Linked DNA regions of Muntiacus reevesi: region 2 is linked to region 1. A link is a contact called in public Hi-C data. All regions are on one chromosome and are shown on one strand. The core of a region is the stretch at or near the end of the contact, and the rest is flanking DNA. Distances in the headings are between cores, read along the strand shown.

Region 1 (2,700 bases), core at 58-2,557:
CATCAAAACTCAGTTTTCTTTCCAGACCTCTCCGTTAATGTTAATGATCCCTTCCTTGGGGGAAATCACAGGCCAGATAACCCCAGGCATATCTTCCACTACTCCCTCCCCTTTGCTATACACGTTCAATTTGTCATCAGATATGCCTCTCCTGTTAGCTCCCGGTCTATCCAGACCCGAAAAAGTGCTGTTTCTTCCTTAGCAATAGGATATATATGTTCCAGATACCGGAGTTAGAAAAAAAAAAAAATTTTTTTTTTCCTCCTACTCTCAAGCTCACAGGTGTGGTGGGGAAACATAAAATAGACAGTTAAAATGCCAGGTGAAAAAAATGTGTGCTAAGGATCCTCAACTCAGATAGCGCGTGGTCAACGAGAGAAGGCTCTTAACAGGCCAGAGCACCCATCTTCCAGAAAACTAATTCATAATCCCTATGGCTTTACGAGTTATGCCCTCGCCGTCTCGCTCTGCCCATCAGTTGTAGTCTGTGCTTATGAGCGTCTCCAAAAATAGACACGAAATACCTGGGGGTCTGAGACCATAACGAGTTTATCTGTATCCGCAAAGTGCCACAACTGTGTCTTACTCCCAGCAGGAATACAATCAATACTTGTCAGTGGGCAGGAAAGTCAGAACAAGGCAGAAAGGAGACATCCATCCAGCCAGGCTAACAGAGGTGGCTGGACCCGGCACGCTTAAGTAATACAAACGTCAAAAGGGCAACCACGCAACCTCAATTATAAAAAAAAAAAAACCCCAAAACCACGCTTTTCTCTGAAGGTCACGTTTGGCGCACACAGCCAGGGTGCTCCAAGGAAATAAATCGGTGGAGAGAAGGGAAGACTCTCCCACAGAAAAACAAAAGGCTCCCTCCAGGCTCCTCAGATGGGCTCGGACGCCTCCGCCACTGACCAGCCTTGGGGAGCGGGCCAGAGTGACAAGACGCCGCTCTCCGGTCCCCTGCGTCTTCGCGCAGGGCCATGGGGCACGCGCCAGGAGGTGGTGGGGCCGACCCAACTCTTTCCCTCCCGCTCCTCCTCTTACCTGCTTGACCAAGAACCTGCCCAGCTCGCTGCGGCTCTTCTCGTTCTTGGCAGCGATTAACCGCAGCGGCGCGGCCGCCACCTCCAGGAAGAGGTGCTCCATGATCACGGGTCCTCCGCCCCGGGCGGCCACCGGCGCTCCTTGCTTCGCGCTAAGAACCCCCAAGCCGCTGAGGTACCCGCGCCGGAACTGCCACCAAATACGTCTCCAGAGAAAGCGGCTGCCGCTGCTCGGCTGGTACCTAGAGAGCGGCGGCGGCAGCACACGTGGGGGGAGCACGCGGCGCTCTGCATCATCAGCCCGCGGCGCTCTGCATCATCAGCCCGCGACCGCGCCGACCGGCGATGGCGGCCCCGCCTCCTCGACACCGGAAACGCGGGCCGGCAGTGTCTATACAGTTCCGGCATAGACTCCTCCAGAACTAGCTTTTGCTGGTGGAGGCTAACGGTTACAGTGATGGGAGATACGGCGACAAAGAGTGGCGTGACAGCAATTCAGGAGAAGCTAGGGGGCCCCTAGGGCCGTGTGCCTACGATCCTCAGCCCGCCATGCCTCCTTCTGCCTCAGCAGGCAAAGAGATCAGCTAGGAATGAAAAGCAGATTTACCTCCTCTAACCCATCAATTCCCCCTTTTAGACGGTTGCCCTGTGGAAATTCACACACAAGTGTAACAAGCATAGATAGCCCTTGCAGCAGTTTTTTTTTTTTTTTTTTATAAATATTGGATATAAGTGTTAAGATGGGTGATAAAAGAAACTTTCACGTGTTGAGATACAGAAAAGTCATTTTGGGTTATATATGAGTTAAGGTGAATTTTATGTTAAGGAAAATAGCCTCTTTGTGGCCTAGCAAACATAAATTGTATATGTGCTTTAATTATTAAAGAGAAGAGCGCACTGACAAGGAGTAAAGAATGTCTATGGTAAAAATAAAGATTAAATGCCTTTCTTTCTGGGAGGCTAATGCTGGTCCTACTTTGATGATAAGACTTCCTTTTCCAAGTGCCAAGGCCATGCGGACTCATATACTTGCTGGTGTGTGTGTGTGTTAAACCTTGATGAACTGTAACCATGCCTTATTTAATGTTCCTTGTTTTGACAAGATATAAAATTGTGCTGGAACCCATGCTTCTCTGGAGCAGCTTCACAGAGTAATCTGGGAAGCTGGCTTCTGGGCTATTCCTTAGTTTGGCTGAAATAAAACTTGTTTCTATTCTCTTATAGATTATTGATTATTTTCATTGACATGGGAATGAAATAAAGAGTGGTATATAAGACACTGAATATTCTGAAGGCACTGTGAAGAGTGGAGTAGAAGAGTACATAAAATTAAAAGTTTATGTCAAATTCATTTATGAACAAGCCAAAATAATGACAAAGTCAGACCAGTGGTTGCTTTTGGGGGTATTGGACTGAGAAGGGCCTAAGGGCACTTCCTAAGGTGATGGAACTATTTCATTATCTTCCCCTGTGTGGTGGATACTCTGATAGATACAAAAGCCGTAATTTGTTTATTTGATTTTTTCTTTAAAATTGAGGATATATGTTGAAGTACTGTGTTCCAAGGTCTTCTCAGGTGGCTCAATGGTAAAGAATCGCCTGCCAACGCAGGAGGTGGGGTTCTGATCCCTGAGTTGGGAAGGTCCCGTGGAGGAGG
Region 2 (2,700 bases), core at 31-2,530, 140 kb before region 1:
TGCTTTCATATATCCCAAACATACTTCCCAAACCACCATGCTGTAATATTTATCTCTTTTTGTGTGTGTGCATGCAGATATTTGGTTTAACAGAAAAGTTGGGTGATGCCACTGTAGAGTGTAGACAGAACAAACACTTTAAAATTTAAAATACCAGTTAAGTGAAAAACCAGTGAATTGAGAGCAATGATCAAGATATATCATTTCAGTGACATATTCCAAGACAGCTACTAAAGTTTTATAAGAGCTCAGTAATCAAGCATCCCAGGTGAAGACCCGCCTGCCAATGCAGGAGACCTAAGTGAAGAGAGTTTGACCCCTGGGTTGTGAAGATGCCCTGGAGAGGGAGGGCATGGCAACCTACTCGTGTTCTTGCCTGGAGAACCCCATGGACAGAGGAGCCTGGCGGTATTTCAGTAGATATTCCAAGATATCGTATAAACTTACAAAAAAAAAAACACTCACTAATCAGTACAAAAGGGTCAGGGTCTTCCCTCACTAGTGATCTTGGTCTCACCTCTTCCGTGGCACTTTTGTTTCTTTTGAATTCTTCTCTTGCCCAGTCCTTCAGGTATTTGCGATCAGAATCATTTGGAACTTGCCGAATGGCCTGCAAAATCCTTCTGTAGAGGAGGAGAACCTGTTGCCTTCTTACGAACTGCACAGGAGAGGAGAAACCGCAATTACAGCTGCACAATCGTGAGTTCAGTGGGTTCTTTTCTCTTTGGTCCTCAAATTTTTTTTTTTTGGTCCTCAATTTTAAAAAGAGGAAAGAAAACCATTTTTCCCCTTAAGAAAACGGCAAGAAATTTACTTGGACTGTTTACTCCTTTGTCAAATACAGGAACCCTTAAAGGGTACAAGCGACAGAGGAGTCTTTACAGTGCGTCAGCAGGCAACGACGTAGCCGGGCTGGAGAGCAGACCGCTGCCAGCCTCTCGCCTCAGCGAACCGAGAGCGGCCCGCCCCGCGGCGCCTTCCGTCCCGGCGCGAGGCCCCGCCCCCAGCCCCAGCCAATCAGCGGGCGGCGCGCCTCGGGGCTTCCTCCCGTCGTCCCTCAGGCCCGCTCTAGAGGAGGGGTGGAGGGAGCGGTGGAGAATCGAGCTCAGACCCAGAAGTGCTGCCGTGAGAGGCCCGCGAGAACAGCTGGTACCTGCTTGAGCGTCAGCGTCGCTGGGGGCAGGCGGGAGGTGGCCATGTCGTCCCGACAGCGCGGTTCCCCGAAGCCCCGGCGCGCAGGAGCGGAAGTGGGGGTGGCGGGGCGGGGCGAAGCCGGTTTCCTGGGAGACGGCCTGCTGCGCGTGCGCCCCTGAAGAACCCGGCGCTCCATTGGTCCGAAGGGAAGCCCGAGGCAGTTTCGCTTTGTCTTCGCCTGTTTTCCCTCAGAGAAATGGGGTAACGGTTCCTGCGTGCTCGGGTCAGTACACTCTGTAGGCGCTTAGCTTGTATTAACTGGAAGAGGTTAGTGAATCCCTCCTACTTCCGAATTAAAATACGGCCTTAAATGTTCAGTAGTTACCGGCTGGTTCCCTGGGCATCCCTACTTGATTTGCTGACTTGGAATCCTAGCCCTAGTTGTGTACTTGTGTGTGTGTACCCGCCTGTTTTCTCATCTCTAAAGTGAAACGATAGCATCTACCGGAGTTGTCACTGTAGTATTGTATGTAGCGCCCTGAGAACAGATACGAGCTCATGTAAGCACCCTGATGGCCACTACCAGGCATTGTGTGAATAATGGTGATGCCATAACCCACCCTTTTTCAATCCCATGGACTGTAGGCCACCAGGCTCCTCCGTCCCTGTCATTTCCCTGGCAAGAATACCGGGGTGAGTTGCCATTTGCTCCAGGGGATCTTCTTGACTCAAGGATCAAACCCGAGTCTCTTGCATGCAGGCAAAGCCTGAAAACTTGTCTACTAATTAACAATTCACTTTTTTTTCCTTTTAACTATTAGTGAAATATCCCTTGTCACTTTCAGTTACACTTATTTTGTGAATTGTTATGACTTTGGTCCCTTTATGACTACCTAGACTTTTATTCTAATTTTATATGCAGTTTGCCATATTTCAAAAATTTTGATCTTTTTTATATAGCTTTGTCACTACACACTGTCTTTATTTTCTATATTTTGATTCTTTTCAATTTCACCTTCTCTCTTTAATTCTTAAAAAATTTTCATTGCTCATGTTTAAAATATTTACTCCACCTGGAATTTTGTTTTATAGCATATTGGGGATATAAGTTCTTTTCCAGTTGTAAACTATAATTTCAGCACTATTAACCACTCATTCATCTTCCTGGGCTTTGTGATGGTCTTGGTAAATTCTTTTAGGGTCTGAGTAACCCTTACAGCTGTTTCATCCAGGTTTTTGTTGTTTTCATGAAGCAGTAATACTATTCTGTATTATCTTGGAAGTGTCTATTAACCTTCTGTATGACCTTTACAGATGTTTTGTCACTTTCCTTTAGATCATCTTAGAATCTTAATCTATAAAGTAACGTGAGAACAGACATTTTTATACTATTTCTTCTTTTCATCCAGAAACATCCCCTTAAGCCAGACACTGGAAATGCTGTTGTCATATATGCCTTCTGTTTTCAGAATCACTCTTAGGGTAGGAAGACATACGTCTAAGGTAGTATTAGAGATGCTGTCAAGGCTCCTGCCAGGGGGGCGCCTTCTTCTTCCAGGGCTTATC

The links. A called contact is a pair of places that touch in the nucleus more often than the background predicts.
Region 2: a Hi-C map of blood shows a contact between it and region 1, with 2.1 times the contacts expected there. The contact joins the promoter of LYRM2 here to the promoter of MDN1 in region 1. A contact is called at or near these places in 2 of 3 Hi-C or Micro-C datasets (blood and muscle).

The regions. Positions count from the first base shown.
Region 1 is chr19:56,446,605-56,449,304 of mMunRee1.1, reverse strand. It overlaps MDN1 (midasin AAA ATPase 1), which reads right to left and starts at 1,307. Exons shown (of 102, transcript XM_065911704.1): 1 at 1,045-1,307. The coding sequence starts at 1,146.
Region 2 is chr19:56,587,631-56,590,330 of mMunRee1.1, reverse strand. It overlaps LYRM2 (LYR motif containing 2), which reads right to left and starts at 1,280. Exons shown (of 3, transcript XM_065911706.1): 1 at 1,154-1,280; 2 at 518-658. The coding sequence starts at 1,198.